2 separate regions of the Zea mays genome follow, and region 1 is linked to region 2. A link is a contact called in public Hi-C data. All regions are on one chromosome and are shown on one strand. Each heading gives the region's core, a stretch centred on a gene start, on an enhancer-like site or on the middle of the called end of the contact. The rest is flanking DNA. Distances are from core to core; before and after follow the strand shown.

What was found. Hi-C and Micro-C count contacts between places; a contact is called where the count stands out from the background.
Region 1: a Hi-C map of tassel shows a contact between it and region 2, with 2.5 times the contacts expected there. The contact joins the promoter of LOC100274222 here to the promoter of LOC100282658 in region 2. A contact is called at or near these places in 2 of 25 Hi-C or Micro-C datasets (bundle sheath and tassel).

The regions. Positions count from the first base shown.
Region 1 is chr9:34,225,804-34,230,141 of Zm-B73-REFERENCE-NAM-5.0, forward strand. It overlaps LOC100274222 (DNA repair protein RAD23), which reads left to right and starts at 2,536. Exons shown (of 12, transcript NM_001148593.1): 1 at 2,536-3,031; 2 at 3,472-3,633. The coding sequence starts at 2,966.
Region 2 is chr9:33,306,531-33,310,961 of Zm-B73-REFERENCE-NAM-5.0, forward strand. LOC100282658 (nudix hydrolase 4) reads right to left here and starts at 2,333. Exons shown (of 1, transcript NM_001155566.2): 1 at 1,339-2,333. The coding sequence starts at 2,179. The coding sequence ends at 1,667.

The sequences.
Region 1 (4,338 bases), core at 1,286-3,785, 920 kb after region 2:
ACTGAGTGCACGAGTTGGGCCAAGAGAGGAGATAAGTGGAGATGGGCCGAAATGTGCTTGCGCGAGCCCAGAACTGATTTTCTCCTTTTCTTTTTCTTTTCTTGTTATTTTGTTTTTATTTGATATCCAATTTCAAAATTGAGTTCGAATTTGAGATTTTAAATTTAGGTTTTTAATGCACAAACAAAAACACCAGTATAAAATTTGCCAATTTATTTATCTAAGTATTGGTTCACAAATGCAATGCACAAATAATTTTGAATGTGTGATCAAAGTTAAAAAGTTTAATTTAGAAGAACAAAAATATTCATTATATATTTCTTTTGTGAAAAGTAAGGTCCAATATAAAGAATTACCTTGGTGGGATATTTTTTCTTTACAAGTACTTTATATATAGTTTATTCAAAAAGTACCTCTAGTCTTACGATGATTTTTTTTTCTCCCATCTTTTCTTAGATAACATTTTTATTTAGTTCCTGAGATGATTTTTTTTTCTAGATCCCAAAAAAATAGGGTTTTAGGGTGTTACACACGGGCGTCCACTCGGATTACCCGTTAGCAACTCACTGGAGACACCACGTCCGGCGCCCTCCGAGGGCAACATGGCGCTTTCCCCCCTCCTCCTTGCGGAAAGGCGATGCAGGGGCGTATGTAAAAAAGTAGAGTCTGTCCTTGACCGTCCTCTCGCTCTATGCGGAAGCTCGGGGGCTGCTCTCACAAACCCGGCTCCGGCCAAACCGTTGACAGCGTCAACATACCAGCCCGAGAACTTGGGACTCGACTGTGCACCCGGGCTACGGCCAGTTCGCATGAGGGAACAACCAGACCGGCCAAAGCATCACGAAACGCATTAAGACCTCGAAGGAGTCAAACCACTCCTCCGAGGCCTCGGGGGGCTACACCCGGTGCGCGCGCCCACCGGAACGAAAACGCAACCGAGAAAGGTCGGTCCCCTTGCAAAAAAGTGTGACAAAAGCCTCCAAGCGAGTATTAACACTCCCTTCGAGGCTCGGGGGCTACTGTCGGGGACCATAATTAGGGGTACCCCAAGACTCCTAATCTCAGCTAGTAACCCCCATCAGCACAAAGCTGCAAAGGCCTGATGGGTGCGATTAAGTCAAGGCTCGGTCCACTCAAGGGACACGATCTCGCCTCGCCCAAGCCCAGCCTCGGGCAAGGGCAACCGACCCCGGAGGATCCACGTCTCGCCCGAGGACCCCCTCAAGCAACGGACACACCTTCGGTTCGCCCGAGGCCCAGTCTTCGCCGAGAAGCAACCTTGGCCGGATCGCCACACCGACCGACCGTATCGCAGGAGCATTTAATGCAAGGATGGCCTGACACCTTATCCTGACGCGCACCTTTCAGTCGACAGAGCCGAAGTGACCGCAGTCACTTCGCCGCTCCACTGACCGGCCTGACAAGAAGACAGCGCCGCCTGCGCCGCTCCGACTGCTGTGCCACTCGACAGAGTGAGGCGGACAGCAGCCAAGTCCGACCTCGGGCGCCATAGGAAGCTCCGCCTCGCCCGACCCCAGGGCTCTGACTCGGCCTCGGCCCCGAAAGACGACGAACTCCGCCTCGCCCGACCCCAGGGCTCGGACTCGGCCTCGGCCCCGGAAGACGACGAACTCCGCCTCGCCCGACCCCAGGGCTCGGACTCGGCCCCGGAAGACGACGAACTCCGCCTCGCCGACCCCAGGGCTCGGACTCGGCCTCGGCCTCAGACGATGGTCTCCGCCTCGCCCGACCCGGGGCTCGGACTCGACCTCGACCTCGGAAGACAGACTCGACCTCGGAGGAGCCTCCGCCTCGCCCAGGGCTCGGACCGACCACGTCACAGGGGGGCCATCATTACCCTACCCCTAGCTAGCTCAGGCTACGGGGAACAAGACCGACGTCCCACCTGGCTCGCCCCGGTAAACAAATAATGATGGCGCCCCGCGTGCTCCGTGACGACGGCGGCTCTCAGCCCCTTACGGAAGCAAGGAGACGTCAGCAAGGACTCGACAGCCCCGACAACTGTCCTTCCGCAAGGCTCCAGCGCTCCTTCGACGACCACGACATCACATGAACAGGGTGCCAAGACCTCTCCGGCTGCCACGACGACATGTATTTAGGGCACTAGCTCCTCTCTGCTAGACACGTTAGCACACTGCTACACCCCCATTGTACATCTTGACCCTCTCCTTACGCCTATAAAAGGAAGGTCCAGGGCTCTCTTACAAGAAGGTTGGCCGCGCGGGGGAACGGGACGACGCGTAAAGTCTCTCGCTCTCTCCCACGCGGACGCTTGTAACCCCCTACTGCAAGCATACCCGACCTAGGCGCAGGGCAACACGAAGGCCGCGAGTTTCCCCTTTTGCCTGTCTCCCCTTTTTGCCTCCCTTCGTGTTTCGTACAGGAACCCCGGGGTCGAAACATCGACATATATATATAGAAACCGTAGCAATGTACGCTCATCTGGCTAATATTAGCTTAACAAAACAGCTCAAAGTCGGTCGAGCCAGCCTAACCGTGTATTGGTGTGGGCAACTTTTTTTTCCCAACCGGGCACACTTCCGTTTACATCTATCCCCTCAGCCAGCGGCCAGCGCACAGCGCAACCGCCTCAAAACACCCGCGTGTGCGTGACAGTGCAGCTAGATCCACCCACAACCTCGCCACCACTCTCCACGCCTTCCGATCCAATCACCCGCCCCTTTCACTGACGCCAGGATCAATCAGGCACGGTCCCACGGGACAGCGAGAATATCTAGGTCGACCCTGAGAGCCAGCCGCCAGGCGCTGATTTCTCTTTTGTAGCCTCCGGATTTTTTTTCGCCTATAATTACTCTTCCCCGTGCGCCCTCGCGAGGTCGAACCCCCAAGGCGAGGCGACGAAACCCTCGCCAGTCCCCAACTCGAACCTCAGTCAGGCAGCGTGAGGAGGGAGAGTTCAAGGACCGAGGCGGCGTCGGGCGAGATGAAGCTTAACGTCAAGACCCTCAAGGGCACCAACTTCGAGATCGAGGCGAGCCCCGATGCATCGGTACGGCCCCCTTCCCGTCCTTCTCACTTCAATCCGATCGATTCCGTGCAATTTTTGACCGTTTCCCTGGATTCGGGTGCGGCTCGGTACGATTTCGCGGTTATCTGGTGCAGCGATTGCGCTGCCGGCCGCTGGTAGCGCAGGGGGCTTTGATATGAATCTAGGGTTTTTATTTTGGGGGCGTCCAGCCGGCGGATGGTGGGAGCCCGTTGCTCTCTGGTTTTCTGCATTTTGAACTTCAGTTTCTCACACGGGACATAGTCTAGGGTTTGTCGTTGGTTGGAGTTTGGGGTTTGTGGTTGCGTGTGTTCGTCGTAATTATCACAGTAATGCGGCGCGGTTGCTGTACAGACGGATGATTCAGCATGTCGTGGTGTTCTATTTATGTTGCTCGGCAACGTCTCTAGTCGTGCAGCCTACTCACTGCTTGTAATTTTCAGGTTGCTGATGTGAAGAGGATCATTGAGACCACTCAAGGTCAGAGTACCTACCGGGCGGACCAGCAAATGCTCATATACCAAGGGAAAATTCTCAAGGATGAAACCACTTTGGAAAGCAACGGAGTTGCTGAGAACAGCTTCCTTGTTATAATGTTGTCCAAGGTATTTGGTGCTCTCTGTCTTATCCCATCAGTGATGTGTTCAATAATCTGGTTCTTAACTGGAAACTGTGATTGGTTTGCCTGCAAGTCGTGCCATATTTTGAGTGTTTTGGGTTGGTTGCATTAATTTCACTTTCATATCTTACTTTACTTCAGCTGTTATTGTTACATGTATGGATTGCTAGTAAAATATTAGTAGTTTGCCTTATGAATTATGATGCTCATAAGTTATCTACAGTAGATAGTTGTCTTGTTACTTCTGCTAGTGCTCTGGATGGTGCAGTCATTTGCCTGAGAATTGGCATTGTGACTGATTTCTTTGATGATTTCCATGTAAATTGTAAATTATTTCTTTGAATATCTTGCAAATTGTTATTTGATTTCCTCAACTCTGTATGACCAAGTGATTAGTCTTCCAGAATGGAAGTCTCAGATTCAACATAACACAGATTTGGATTTGAATTATTTCATCTCTTTTCTTTTCCAGTTTCTTCGTATTTACTCTCCATTTTTACTGCTCTTTTGTGAAATACAATGGCTACATTGTCAACTGCTTAGTGCATTTTAAATAAAACTCAACCTTTACTTGCTTGGTCGATGAATTGATTGCTTTCAAGGTGATAATGACAACATAAGATATTGAATGCTTCGTATTGGGTTTTGTGGGGTTTTCCCCTCTTTGTGACTGACCTAAATTTAATTACTT
Region 2 (4,431 bases), core at 1,083-3,582:
TACACGTGTTTTCGATTTGATAAATTTAGGATTAGTTAGTTCGATTTAAAATTATAGTTGTTTGATTGAGGAGGGAAGGGGCGCCCATCGACCATCGTGATGCTTTTGCTCGCCACATCTTCGAGACCTGAAGTCGCAAGGACGCGACCAAGACCCCACCGCTTCCATGCTCACAAGCCGCTCAAGACTTTCGGATGTTGTAATCGTTTGGAACGTGTTTAAACACCTATTCTATTTAAACAATGTTTATCTATATGTAGAAAGCCTTTCCTCTTTTGAATCTCGCCATTAACTTTAAGGCTATGCCATCCTAAGGTGCTACTAAATGAAAGGATCTTATCAACAACCATGAATACGAAATCATATATTGAACTAACGAATTGGCAACCTTCGGTGCTATCAGAGTATCTACTAAGTGCATGGGTTGGAGACCGTAGCAATTAGGGATGGCAACGAGTATGTACCCATCAGGTAGCATCGTTCCATATCTATACCCATCAACAAAAGATATACTCGTCGGGTTACCCATATTCGCTCGCGGGTATAAAATCTTACCTATATTCATATCCCGTATGTGCGGATAATTTTACTTATCGAGTAACCCGTACCCGCTAGGAAGGTTCAAATTCTAATGTTCCAATCAATCAAAATGTCAAATAAACACAAAAAAGTTTAATTTAAAATATAACAAAGCATAATATTACAAAACTTGATAGGTAAATAAATAATAGCTCGAGAAGGATAAGCTAAAATGTGCTTTATTGTTGGTAATATTGGTATGATGCGGATATATTTTACCTATAGATATACAAGTATGTGTAGTACTGATCTATACTCTTACCGTCTATTCAATAGATAGAGATTTCTGTCCACGTGGATAGAGAAATTATCTCACTATACGGATCCATACTCGTACCGTTTATCCAATAGGCAGAGATTGTTGTCCACGTGGATAGAGAAATTATCTCATAGACGCCTTAATTTGGTTCGGATAAAACCAGTCGGGTTTTCGTGTTTTGGTAATCATTGCCATCTCTATTAGCAATGCACGGTCATAGCTTTAATTTAACGCGCTCCCCGACGATAGGAACGTATCGAAATATCTTTGCTAGAATCATAGCCATCACATAAAGATATGGTGCGTCCATTGAGCACGTCGTTGGTTTCGTAGCTGCACAAGCTAGGTGCTGCAGTGCTGCGCTTTGCACAGTGCGTCCCGTTCGTATGCAATTCAGCACTGTATCTTGGATAAAAAAAAGAGAGAAACTATTCAGTGCACAACAAACAGCGATGAAGTCGTGATGCCAGAATGGTCAATGTGAGTCATTTTCTACCATGGTTCATTTCTTCTTCGTGTATTGTATACTAGTAGAGTACCACAGTGGATCTCGTTAAACTCCGTGACATTTACAAGTTTGTATTTCAAAACGAGACCCCCCCAAGAACAATGTACAGGCCGCGTCCTGGTGCCACAGCTCGACGACGTCCAGATTTGTCTGACTGAATGATGGCGTGTTCCGTCCAATCCAGCGAGCAGAGCAGGCGGCGGCAGCCCCGCACGCGCCGCGTCCGTGCGCGGCGGCCGAAAAAACGCGCGAGGCCGCCCGCGGTCCGACGAGACCGCGGCGGGAAGAGGGAAGCGATCGACGGCCGGCCGGGCCTAGAGCTAGAGGGCGGAGGCGAGGTGCATCGTCTCCGCCGCGACCGCGACGGTGTCGGAGAACCGCTGCAGCGCCTCGCGCATCCACGGGTGGGGGCAGCGCGCGATGGCCTCGGCGGCGGAGACCCACTCCCTGCGGCGCGCGGCCATCTCGGGCCACCGGTCCAGCTCCGCGGTGACGCGCAGCGGGAGCACGAAGCCCTCGTACGTGGCGTCGTAGCTGCGGCTGCGGTAGCACCAGCGGCCCAGCGCGGGGCCCGTCTCGCCGAGCACGCCGGCCTCCTCCGCGGCCTCGCGCCGGGCCGCCTCGTCCATGGACTCGTCCAGCTCCCACCCGCCCTTGGGGATCAGCACGCCCCCCGCGGGGCCCTTCTTCTGCGAGCTGATCACCAGGACCTCCACCTCGCCGTCGCCCCCGCGCACGCGGTACGGGACGCAGCCCACCACCACGCGCCCGCCCGTGCTCGCGCTGTACCGCTGCAGCTCCCGGCCTTGGCGAGACACCATAACTGCTGCCATCTCTGTCGGTCTCTGCCTCAAATTACTCGCTCCTTGTGGGAGAAGGGGGATTCTCTCAAGTAGAAATAGCTCGGCGTGTGAGATGCGATTGTGCTATCTTTGGATCTTCGCTGCCAGTGCCAGGAGGAGGAGGAGGAGGAGCCGGATTTGGATTGGAGCAGATGGAAGGCGTTGCTGCCTATTAATAGGAGAAGCCGCGGTTGCTGGTCACTGTCGTTGCCGAGTGGGAGGGAGGAGGATGAGTGGGCACGGCACGGGCACCACGCGACATAAGAGAAGACAAGGGAAGGGACCAATTTTTTTTTAAAAAAAAGAGATGGGGAACGCGGCACCAGCGCTCTCCGCCTGCCTCGGCGTGTGGACAGGGTGCATGGACTGGGGACTGCCACACCTGCCTTTGCTAAAAATGATTGTATTCTCTGCCTTCTCTTCCGATTCTGCTGCTTGGGTATATATCCCAGAATAGTACCCGGTTTTGTGTGACCATGCTTTGCTTTTGAAAGGCGTGGTTCGACCCGGATAGCTTCTACTAGTTGTTCACTGGTACTTGGTTGTTGATTATGGCGTTCTGGGTGTTTATGTTTGGTCCAACGATTATTCCCTGTTCAGTTGGGATTTTGTGCTGACTTTTTTCAATTAGTCTTCTCCAAGTTTTGTGGGATTTTGTGCTGTTTATCGAGTAGAATTTAAAATAGATTGTGTGATATGAAGTCTGATGGAGATAACCTTAAAATGCATTTTAGGTGTTGTATGGTTAACGTAATTGTAACGTAATGGATAACCGATAACATTTCATTGATACCGGTAATCAGATACCACACTAAAAAATGCATGATAACAGCCCATTCAAATTTAATACCGCAATCACTCGAGTATTAATCACTACCGTTGCTATTTACGTTATATTTCGTGAACTAAACAACACCTTAAAAGCACTGGACTATTCTATAGAAAAAAAAACTGTTCTGCTTGAAGATGTTTTTATATGACCCAGTAGCTATGTTTATGATCGAGATCGGCACGTTTGGCTTTGAATTTCCTTTTTGCCGTAGGTTTTCCTTCTTCTTTTGTTAGTACGTTTTAGATACACACGCGCTCCGCCGCTTTCCGCCAAGACATGTGGTGGTGTTGGCTCAGGCACGCAGGTGGTTGGATGTGGAAGCTAGAAACCTAAACCCACTTGTAGGTTAATCTTGATCCATGCATGCATGGAAGCTTCTTTTGTGTCCTTGAGTTGAAGAACACGACTGCTGTTGGATGGCCTAGTTCTTGACTTCCTTTTTTTGTAAATTTGTTAGAGCGTTTTTCAAGTTCTTGGGTGGAAGCCCACTTGTACATATTTTTTTCAACGGGGCAATTTTTTTTTTGAGAAAGCGATATTATTTTGCCTCGAGATGTTTTCATCTACTATGCCCATATATAACTCTGGTATGAGATCCACATATTACAGTCACGTTTGCGCTGTGAGTTTCAATGCAAAGTACGGATTATTGCTATCTGGATTTACAGTTATTTATTTATCTATTTATTTATTTATCGTCTTATACATGAGGAAAGCATTTCTGTTACTACATGGTAACCATGATAAGTGGCTTGCGTATAGTACCTTTGAATGTTATCACCACGGCTTACAAGGTTGTCACTTGTTAGGGGTACCCTTTTGCCATAGAAACGAAAAAAAACAATATTAGGAAGCAATTGGTTAACTAGGTTGTGCGAATTTGTTTTTTTTTGTCTGAATCTGGTTCCCAATAAACGCGTACTCCCAAACAGGCACGGATAGATAACCCCTTGCTGGCCTCCTGGCATCGTTCCGAGTGTTGCCTTCCCCAACCAAATCAGCTGTCGGTTTAGCCGTGTTCAGGATCCAGTGGACCACGTCCACGCAAGCAGCCTGCTTGTGAAGACAAGCGTCGGATAAAGCGCGTAGGAGAGGGAGGGAGAGGCGGCCTCGGCCTTCGCAGCTGCTTCTCTGGCTCTGGCTCCACCCGCTCCCGCGCTGCCGCGCGCTTTTCCAGTCGCCGGGACGGCGCTCGCGTCGGCTTGCGCTCGATGGCCCTCCCTAGCTCACGCGCCCGGCCCCAGCCAGCCTACTCCGCCTCCGCGGTTCCTCCCCGACCACCGCGGTGCCAGTCCCACGCGCTGCGCACTCTTTTTCTCCGCCCTCTTCTTCTTCTTCCTCCTCCCTTGCAGTCCAAAGAACCGCACTAGTTTATGACACACAAAAAAACTCTCCAGTCCATCGACAACTT